2 separate regions of the Lactuca sativa genome follow, and region 2 is linked to region 1. Evidence: chromatin contacts called from public Hi-C data. All regions are on one chromosome and are shown on one strand. The core of a region is the stretch at or near the end of the contact, and the rest is flanking DNA. Distances in the headings are between cores, read along the strand shown.

Region 1 (5,819 bases), core at 1,367-3,866:
TCAAGCTTTGGGGACATAAACCCTAAAATGGACCATGAAATGAACTATGAAAAATAAGAGCAAAGTTTTGAGCTTGATACCTCAGAATGATGCTCCACCCACAAGGAAACTCATATCCAAAAGCTTGAACGTCAACTCTTTCTTCCTTCAAAGTTCCTTCTTCACAAAAGAATCCCACAAGATCACTCCATAGGCTTCCATTGCTCATACAAGCTAAGAAACGAGATTTAGGGTTTTAAGAGAAGTAGGATGTTGGAAATGGTGGCCGGATATGAGCATATAGTGTTCCTTAAATAGGATACTCGAAAACATTAGGGTTTCTTTCAGGACCTAGTACGCCCTTCGTACCCTCTGGTACACCCAGCATACTAGGTGGCCTTCACGTTCCTTCCATGCACATAAGTACGCCGAGCGTACACATAATTACGCCCCACGTACTTAATTGCCACACATTTCACAATGAGGACTAAACTTGCCAAAACTTCAAACTATCATAGCTCCTTCGTTACAAGTCCGTTTCCAACGAACCTTATATCCCCAGAAAGGTGGTGAGAAGCCCTACACTTCTAGCAACACATCACAGCCTCAAAGCTCCACAAATAAAACTCAAAATTCATAAATGATCGATCAAGATGTTACATTTCAGTAGATCTTGACAAGGTGAAGGCATGGCCATACACATCCTCACGTATTAGACTTATGATTTCTCGGAAACTCTGATAATGTGAACATTTTAGAAACTATGTTGAAATAGATTTTGATTTTTAAATAATGTTTTGGGGACAACGGTTTTTGTTAACAGTTCTATAGAAAAAATGGTTGCTTTGAAAAGTTTAAATTTTATGAAATTTTTGGGACGTTACAATTAATTCGTGAATTTTATGTACTAAACTATGAATTAATTGTATTAAGAGTTTTAAGTTGATAATATGATTGTAAATGCATAATTTGTGTATTAAACCGCAGATTTTTTTTGTATTAAACTATAAATTTTGTGTTAAGCTGTGATTTTGAGGTTTTAAACTGTGAATTAACTGCATTAAGCTGTAGATTTTCTGTTTAAACTGTGAATTGACTTTATTAATCTGTGAATTATGTATTTTTAACTGTGATTTTTGTGTTATAAATTGTGAATTGACTGCACTAAACAATGAACTTTCTATTTAAATTGTGAATTGAGTGTGAATTTTATAAGAATTTTATGTTAATTATGAATGATATATGTATGAATGTTTGTACTAATTTCTAGTGAATATATTTATTTTTTGTTGTATAAATATGTAAAAATGTATTTGTTTTTATAATTATTTTCCATTACACTTTGAAAATGTGAATTAATTGGTTTATTAAATTGTGAATATAGTATTTAAATATCAATCAATGATTTTATATATATATTTGATTTGGAAAAAATAATGACTGCAACAATGACACGAGTGCTTGGTGGTGATGTATGGTAGTTAGCCGTGGTGGCGGACGAATCTGAGTTTGACTTCTTTAAATATATGAATTAGTATATAATGGATTGTATAATGTCATGTTATGAATTTTATGAATTTAACTAAAAATGGATTGCATTAAGTTGTATATTTTATATAAATTTTGTGTTAAACTATGTATAGAGGTATGCATGAAAATATTAAACCGTGTATTAGTGATTTATTATGTTTATTAAACTGTGAATATTTCTTATGCACGATATATTTTCTAAATAAATCTACAATTTAGAAAAAGGAAAATTGATTTTTTAAATCATAATTCTAATTTTTGCTAAAATTTGTATATTTTAGCTGTAAAATTAAAAAGTATTACCAAGAAAATGGGAGCTACAATATTTGTTTTATTAAGCTGTGAATATGGATACAAAACTGCTATTGAATTTAATGTTAATATGGTGGCGGTCCAGCCACGCTCCGGTGATGATCCTAAGATGGTCCGACGATGGTCTGTCGATAAATGTCAAGCAGTTTGTAAACTATGAAATGAAAAAGTTTGCTTAATACAATATAAATGTTAGATTTGTCTAAAATGCTTTTAATGAAAATATTTAAAATAGTGGTTCTTAAGTTCTCATTTGAGCCTCTCCCTCTTTATATATATATATATATATATATATATATATATATAAATAAAAGATCTAAAATTTAAAAATGTTATGTATATAACTATAATCCGTCAAATAAAAAACACTAGTTGTGAGACCCATTTATTATTATATTTATTAAAATATTATATGAAATTTAATAAAATAGAAAAAATCATAAAATGATATGTAAAAAAAATTAATTCAAAATAACCACAAAATGATATTTGGCAAATTAAATAAGATTGTGATAAGTGAAAAAAAAAACTTTCATACGTAAATGATAAATTGTATTAATTTTAACACGTACTAACCAAAAATACAAGATCAGAACGGTCAATGTGAAAATTTCTTTCGAAAATAAATATTTATGGTTAACAAACAAATAATAGTTTAACTGAAAATAAATTAAAAAAAAAAAAAAAAAAAAAACATAACTTTGATTTATATCGCTTTCTAAATTGCATGAACGTATTATTGATTTGTTTATGATATATTTGTACAAAAGTTGGTTACAAGGTAATATGATTATTTTATTGAAAAAATAGATTAAAAAAAGTATGAACAGCAAACATGCTGAACTGGGACAGAGAATTACAGAAAGAAAGAAAGAAGCAAAGCAACAGCTGCACTTGTGCTACCTTCATCACCTCCACTTTCTCTCTCTCTCTCTCACCGTTTCTCCATCAACACTCCACCTCTCTTCACGTGACTCCCCATCCTTCTTCCCTTTTTCTTAGGGTTTTCTCAACTGCAATTTTGATTACATTCCACCGGCAGATTTCCTTGATCCGCCCAAATCCCAAGCAGATCCGACAAATTGATTCCTTTCCAAACTTTTATTGCACTACAACTTGCCTCTGATTTCGTGATTACGTCCAATCAGGTTGGTTTACTGGTTGTCGTTCTATCGAATTTGACTTCCGTACGGGTAAGTCAACAGGTTGGCGTACAGGAATAGAAGAGAATATTAACTTGTGGTTAGGTTCGAATTTGACAACAGTTTGGGCATATTTTATGCTTTAACTATTAGTGGATCTAGTGATTTCGAAATATTCTTAGCTGGTGAGGTTTCTGATGCTTACACGGTTGATATATATTAAATTGGAGTGTTTTCATCGGAAATAAGCTGATTTCTGAGGCTTTATCGCATCAAATTAGAAGTTGGAATTGAATTGATGGTGTTTTACGGGAATGGGATTGAATTGGGGAACAATGGTCGTTGAAAGAGTTAGGTAGCCAAAATGCCTGCTTCACCAGCAATGAGATTTTCTCCAGGGAGGGAATCAAGGGCTGATAATCACAAGAGAGGGCGTAGTCTTGAGAACGGAGTAGTTTTCAAAGAGAGAGATGATGATCTTGCTTTATTCAATGAGGTGCAAACTAGAGAACAAGACAATTTCTTGCTTCAGTCTAATGATGATTTTGAAGATACTTTCGGTAATTTCTTTAGCTTTTCTTCATGTGTATATTCAAAACAACGTACTTTTATATGGGAATTAGATATTTGTTACTTATTGCGTCTCATACATTCTTCTTTTTTTGTCTACTTGCATTTTTGCAGTGACCAAGTTACGCGATTTTTCTGATCACAAGCTTGGAATAAACATTGCTGCTAGAGGAGAAAGTAGCGACTTCCTCAATACAGAAGAGGAAAAGAACGATTATGAATGGTTGGTATTCATTTGCTTCTTATCTTTAACTACATATAAACTGTTGCATCAGATCATCTCAAGTTAATTACTCTCCACTTTATACTAATTTCTTTTATGCTAATGAAGGTTAATAACTCCACCTGATACCCCTCTGTTTTCCTCATTGGATGATGAGACACCTCAAGTTATTCTTCCACAGAGGGGAAGGCCACGTGCTCAACCCATCTCACTCTCAAGATCATCCACAGTAAGTCTTATATATCCCAAGCTAATCACTATTCATTAACACACACTAATGTGTTCAAACATATTCATCATAACCCTTAATCTATGTGTGTAATCTAACTTAACTACAGATGGAAAAGCATCAAAGAAGTAGTAGAAGTAGTCCAAGCCCAAATCGCCTAACCCCATCTCCACAATCTAGTAATATCACATTTCAGCCTCCCACTAGATCAAAGAGACCATCTTCCCCATCAAGTAAACCTTCAACACCACCTCCAGCTTCACGAAGATTAAGCACAGGATCCAGTTCCATTACTACCAAGGGTATTTCGGGTATTTCACCTGTGAAGACAACAAGAGGAAACTCAGCTTCACCCAAGATAAGGGCATGGCAGGCGAACATTCCTGGTTTTTCCACAGAAGCACCTCCAAATCTGAGGACATCTTTGGCTGATAGGCCAGCATCATATGTACGTGGGTCCTCACCAGCTTCTAGAAGCAGTAGACAATCAATGTCACCTACTCCTAGAAGCATTAGTTCATCTCATAGTCATGATAGAGATAGATTTAGCCCAAGGAGTAAAGGGTCAATTGCGTCTTCTGCTGATGATGATGTTGAAATTGAATCTCTGCCATCTGTTTTTGTTGTTGATGTCTCACAAAGGTTGAATTCAAGGAAACTCGGTGGATTTCAGAATAATAGTCATAATAATAATAAAGCTTCTTTTTCTCAAAAGACAAACAGAACAGTTTCTTCTATCTCTGCTCCTAAAAGATCATTTGACATGGCACTTCGACAAATGGTAATGTTTTTGCTTTGTAGATGTTAATGACTTAATTCCATTCCCCTTTTCTTTGAAATTTTATCATTAGCATATATAAAATCCTGTATGGATAAAGTGGCTGAATGGTAATGATAAGGTCTATTTCTTTTCTAGAATGAATAAGTTGTCTGAATGAGATTAAATGACCATTTTACCCTTACATTTCATGAATCAAGTTTTACAATATTGATGAATCAAGTAAAAAAGAAACATCCATGTATCATTTTATGTTTTATGATGAAGTTGCTGAATGTCTTAATGTTGTTGTGTAGGATAATAAAAGAGTTCCTCAAAATATGTTCAGACCACTACTCACCAGTGTCCCTAGTTCAACATTTTATGCTGGAAAATCAGCTCCTGTTTGGAATTCTTCTGTGACAACTAGCAGCAATGCAAGTTCTGATCTTCCCACAACTTATGCACATGAAATTCAAGAAACTCAACTAAACGATGATGAAGCAACAAGTGGATCATGTGTAAAGTTGCAAGATTCTTCTTCTTCTTCTTTTGTTGATGATCAAGTATTTATATCCGAAAAAACCGATTCTTTGACTGAAGATATGACAAATGAAACGCATGAAATTTCACCAACTCTTCAGCTTGGTGATTTGAAAGATGGGGTTGAAAATCTTGCAGATTGTGATACTGAAACGTGTGTAGTTTTAGATGATGATTTTAAAGACACAGAAGTTGAAACCCTAAAGGATATGTTACTTTGTTCCAGATGTGGTTGTAGATACTCTGATGATTTCATACAATCAGAAAAAGAAATCAAATTATGTGAAAATTGCCAAAATTCGTATCCATCATTGAAGCCTCAAGCAGAAGAAGTCAACATATCAGATGAAGATCATGAATCATTCAACACAATGAAGCCTCAAATGAATCCAGTTCTTGAAGTTGAAGTTGAATCCCTAGAATTAACTCCATTTGAACTACATGAAGATGTGGTTAATGAAGCAACAGAAGTCAACCATGAAGTCATAAGTCAACCAAGTTATACTGATGCTGTTGACTTTTCAGATTCAAAGG
Region 2 (5,819 bases), core at 1,771-4,270, 320 kb before region 1:
GTGAAAGATGATGATAAATGTCCCAATAGAGGAGTGGAAGTAGACCTGTCTTGCCATTCATGGACATGTATGACATCACGTTGTGTTCCAGTTACCTGCATTTTGGTCAATGGATTCTTAAAAAAGAATCACAGAAGATAGTTTGATGATGGAAAACATGGAAATAAAAAAAAAGGTTTAACAAATTATCTTCTTAAGCACAATATAAACAAGTTGATGAAGAGTAAGCTACAAACCTGCATCCATTCAAGGCAAGCACGACTGAAAAATAAATAAGCCTCCAATTCATTGTAAGAGCCTCCATATACATCTTCCCCTTTAAAGAATTGGTTCATTGGTTCCAAAAGTATAACTGGAAAGCATTCCAGAGTATGCATTGGTTTCAATCCAGTTTCCATCATAATATGAATTATAAGTAGACATTAGTGACAATTCTTGTAAATTCAATGCTCAAAATTATTACCTCCATTAGGATCTGCTGCCTTACCTGGACATTATCACAGCAAGAAAAAAAAAATTAGAAAATAAAAAAGTAAAAATTAGGAAAATTTAATATCAAACACTGATATAGCATTTGTATAGAATGATTTTGTAAAACAATTTGGTGTAATTACCCTGCTAATGCTACCACAACAAGATAGAACAACATGCTAATAATAATAAATCCCCTGCAAACAAACATAAGGAGATATGAAGATTACAAAATGAAAATTACTTCATTATTGGATTGTGATCATAGAAAGCAAAATAGGTTTATGATGAAAAGAAGATAAACATGTAGCATTTGAATAAGCGTATCGCCAGACGAATAGGAAGTAGACAGAGAGAGTAAAAGGGAAGGAATAAGTACCAATACCTCCGCCAGCTCCGGCAAGGCCTATCACGACAATGTTCGACATTCCTCTCCGTCGATGATTTCTGTGAGAGCTATGAAACCATAGAAAATCACAAATTCAATTTCAAACACATAATTGCTGACATAAACCCCAATTCCAGTTTCTAACCTAGAATTACTAACCTAGGTCGCTGGAGTGGGACTTGTAATTGTTAGAATTCGTAACCGGAGGTGAAAAGGAAGCCTGTAGTTAGAATCGTCGATGTTGAAGCAAATCTTTGGCAACTAGCATGAGGATCTGTGGAGAGGGGAAGAAGATTTGACGGTAGTGAGAGGTGAGGAAGTCGCCATGGGAGAAGGGAAGAATCTGTGATCGATCGATCGAGAGAGACTGATGATTAATCTATTGAGCATGCATCAATGAAACGAAGGGGCTGTTCTAATTTTTGGCATAGAGAGCTATGAGGACGACAAGTCGTCCTTATAACTATCCCCAAAACGACGTCATCCCTTTATTTCCGTCAAAAGATTTAAAAATATGTTAATTTTTTATTTTTTGTTATTTATTGGAGGGATAAGTCGTCCCCATAGATGTTTCAAGAACGCGCCAAATTCACTTTCTTTCCTTCTTAATATGTTAAAACGAGATGTCGTCGTTGTAGCATCAAAAGTCAAAAACAATTAGTCAACTCTATAGCAACGACATGTCGTCTCTATAGATCTCGTCTCTATAGGTGCTTATTCTTGTAGTGATTGTCTAGTTTGAATTTGAAAAACAAAATCAAGACAATTGTATAGTAAAGAGTTTTGAATGTATAATCCGCCCTTATTCAAGACAATTGATTTTCATGGGATGGGAAATTTGAAAGCAGGCATGTATATTCAACCAATTCGTTCTCTTAATGAAGAAATATAATTGTAAAGGGCATATATATATATATATATATATATATATATATATATATATATATATATATATATATATATATATATATATATATATATATATATATATATATATATATATATATAATCCACCCTTATTCAATACATTTATAGACAGTTATGTAGCCTTGTAAGCAATGGCAGACCTTAGTGGGGCATTTAGGGTCCCGGGTCACTGCTCAATTTCCGGCATGCATTTTAAATTTTTTTTTTTTGGTTTTTCTGTTAGGTGCATCCGCTTGAAGTATGATGGACACCCCTACTAAAACAGTCTGCGTCCGCCACTGCTTGTAAGACATGCTTTTGGGTGGTCGCGAGAGATAGGGTGGAGGCCTAGAGGGTCAATTGTTGCAGAGATGGGCAGGGATGGGATGGTCTCTTGTTGTATAAAGAAATAAAGGTGTAATTTTGTAAAAAAAAATACAAATAGATACACGTTTACAATAAACACAAAAGCAACATAATTGATACCATACAGCCATACACATACAAAACCGAATTAAAGCAAATGAAGCCATGCAAGCAACAACAACTTAAAACAAATTTATACCACATCCATAAAGTCCTAAACTTAAGCAAATTAATGACACCATGTAAATTAACACCTTCGCATTTGACATAATTTTGGGCAGCATTTGTGGACATACTGCCTACTTCCATCTTCGGGTTTGATTCACTCGATAAGGCCATCCAACCCCAGCGCAAATAGTACCACATACTGAGCTCCTAAAGCACCAGTTTTTGTCACGTTCTTAGCAAGGTTTATCACTTTATCGCGTTTTCTCTTTTCGCAAGGATCTGTTGCATGGCTGATGCCAGTGCCATCATCCTCATCCACATCCAATTTCGAGAATTGATGTGCAAAAATGATTTCTCCCTTTTTTTCACCGGATGGTATGGACAACCGGTAACTACGTTTACCAATGGAAGCATCAGCATCGAGAAGATCTGCAAAAGGCACTTCAACTTCTCCGATATACCGGTCAAACATGGCCCCTTCGTGCTTGATCTGGATGAAGAGACTGTACTCTCTCTTCACAGGAACAATATGGAATTTAACGGAATAGTTCCATTCTGGATAACAACCAGCCTTTTCTGCGACAGGTGTTGTTATTTTTTGGGACTCCTTTCCATAGCCGGCGATCCAAACTACAGCATAGGGATCCATGGTTCCAAAGTGTTTGACATCTTTGAGATCCTTTGCGTAATGGATGACAAGGGTTAACTCGGCGGACTCCATTCACTACTAGCTAGCTAACATAAGACGATAGTAACACGAAAGTATGTTATATAATTATACACCGGTTGTGGGTTGGGTTCGGGGTTTTTTGGAGTAGGGCAACGTGTCACATGAGGATTGGAAGGTCAAATATATCGGCCAAGTCATAGAACCCATGCAACAACGTCACCAGTTGTACGTACTCAGTGAGTTTATAAACATACGTCCAGAACCATGATTGATGCTTTGTGGTTGCTATTGTGCGATATAGTCGCCTCCGTACCAGAAACAGACAATATGGTAGGGCTAGATTGCAAATAACCATGCACCATATATATTATGTGTTCTTGAATTCTTTCTCATAGATTGACATTATGTGTGGTAAAGATGCATAGGAATTGTTTTAAAAAATAAAACATGTTCTCTTATCAAAAGGATTTAGTTAACACTACAGAAAAACGATTTTAAGCGGTGACAAAAATCACTGCAAAAAGTTAAATGTCGCCATTAATAAGGCAGTCGCCGATAATACCTTTTATCGTAGGTAATAATCACTTTTTTTAAATCAGCCTTTTTTGGATGCAGATAAACCGATACGTAGCAATATTAATCGCCGAAAACACGAAAACATTAGATGCAGAAAACAAAATTAAATAACAACATCCAATTAAGTACCAAAGTGTTATAATTCTATGGGTAAATTACACCATTCGTCCCTCGTGTATGTGCCAAAAAACACGTTTAGTCCTTATTTTCAAAAATTAACTCGGACCGTCCCTAGGTTTGTTTTTTCTTGCTCGCTTAGTCCTTATTGACATAAAATGACTATTTTGCCCTTAATAATTTGTTTTTTTAATTTAATTTAATTTATTTATCATTTTAAATTAATAAAAGAAAAGAAAAATAAAAAAATATTATGTCCAAACCCACCCACCCCTCATTTCCCTTTCCCATATTCTATCCCTCTTTCTCACCTATTCATCTTCCTTTCGAACTCATTATCCTCTCTAACGATCGGCACCCTGAAGCTACTCCGATGAGATCATGAAACCATCCACCCTCAATGCACGATGTAGAACAAAAGCAATAGCAGAGCGAGAAAGAAGCTAGTGGCGGTTCAAATCTGTGTTTGAGATAGGAGTTTCATATTTAGCGGAGCTGGTGGTGTTTAGGGTGGTTTGCGGCAAAAAAAAATCCTCCCTTTTTCTCCTCTAAACCCACTGATCAGAGAGAGAAAGAAGTTGAGGGAAACAAAATCGATGAGGAAGAGGAGATTAAGGAGATCGGTTTTACGGAACTAAAATAAAATCCTCCATGTGTCACCTCCAATCCACCATCGTCCTCCCCTGCTAGCCACTGACGTTGTAATCCATGGATTTACACTTCGTGGATCTCCACTCCGTCGATATGCACGCTAGAGATCGTCTCTTTGAACTCTTCTAGGTGCTGGTGTAGGAGACGTCTGGTTTAGAGATGAAGAAGGAGACAAATGGGGTTAGTGAAGTCTGGTCGGAGGCGGAAGGGGACAACGACGTCTGAACAGAGAAGAACATTGTCTTCCCCATTTTGATTTTGCCCTAATTCTGGATTGTTTGCATCATAATTGGTTTGTTTATATTTTTTGGGTTTTCCAGAAGTGATGATTGAGCGATGACAGGTGGTCTTCAAAGGGGGTGGGGTGATCTGAGAGCAGATTTATGGCGGCGGTGATGCAGGTTTTCGGTGGTGCTATAGATGCCCGATGAGGGTGGTGGTTTAGTGTTCTTCAAAAAAAAAAAAAAAGAGCAAGAGCATGTAAAAGTGTTAGGTTGACCCACAACTTTAATTAAAATGTTTTTTAATAATTAAAAAAATTAAAAAGGGCATTTTGGTCATTTCAAGTCTCATAGGGGATGAAACATGCAAATTTAAACTAACGAGGGATGAAGTGTGCAAATTTCTACAATATAAGGGATGACCCGAGTTAATTTTTGAAAATATAGACTAAACGTGCTTTTTGGCACATGTATGAGGGACGAATGGTGTAATTTACCCTAATTTCATACACATACCAAAATAAACAACAAAAGTGTTATAAATTTATGTCATAACAAGTCTAACAAAACACAAACTAATTTGACAAACCATCATCTGCACTCCCTTCCTTCTTTAGCATAAAATAAGTAGAAAGTAAGCTAGAATTTTATCTAAAAAAGCCACATCAAAACTCTCTAACAACCTAGCACTCTTTGGATCCAGGGAAACTCGATCCAAATCAAACTTTGTCTACAAAAACAAAAAAGTTAGCTAAGTAAAAACCATTCATAATTAAACATATAGAATATTCTTATATAAATAATTACCCTTATATGTTGTTTTACTATATCCTTTAACGCGGGGGAAGCTTTTTTCCAACTTCTTCTATCAAAAGGGACTATTTGCCACATTATTTTTCCAATCTCATGTGTAAACATGTCTTTTGGTTCTCCTACGAAATCAAATGTAATATCCCTGTCGTAGTCTAAGTCTATTGGTTTGCCTTTATTATTTACGAGCGTCTTTTCGAGCTTTATATTTTTGGCTTTTCCTATGACTCTCCTCAGTGGATCAGCTACAAATATACGTAAAAATTATTGGAAACAATATTTTATAATAACTGAATAAAAATAGTAAATAAAAATTTATAATAAGACTTACCATCCTGTTCATGTTGACCAGGACCTCTACCGCCTGGGTATGGTGGATCCTCGACTCCATCGCACCCTTGTCCACGACCTATAATAGCAACCATGGTGCAAAAAAATAAGATTCAAGTCAACGCCATTACATGAAAAATTATAA

What was found. A called contact is a pair of places that touch in the nucleus more often than the background predicts.
Region 2: a contact with region 1 is called in a Hi-C map of leaf, with 4 times the contacts expected there. The contact joins the promoter of LOC111918303 here to the promoter of LOC111918316 in region 1. A contact is called at or near these places in 2 of 4 Hi-C or Micro-C datasets (leaf and seed).

What each region holds. Positions count from the first base shown.
Region 1 is chr8:279,616,203-279,622,021 of Lsat_Salinas_v11, reverse strand. LOC111918316 reads left to right here and starts at 2,616. Exons shown (of 5, transcript XM_023913995.3): 1 at 2,616-3,523; 2 at 3,648-3,756; 3 at 3,865-3,985; 4 at 4,095-4,766; 5 at 5,060-5,819. The coding sequence starts at 3,328.
Region 2 is chr8:279,937,725-279,943,543 of Lsat_Salinas_v11, reverse strand. LOC111918303 (protein SRC2) reads right to left here and starts at 3,020. Exons shown (of 1, transcript XM_023913984.1): 1 at 2,454-3,020. The coding sequence starts at 3,020. The coding sequence ends at 2,454. LOC111918313 (a long non-coding RNA gene) reads right to left here and starts at 1,325. Exons shown (of 12, transcript XR_006186099.1): 1 at 1,019-1,325; 2 at 851-927; 3 at 615-668; 4 at 464-487; 5 at 237-352; 6 at 46-95.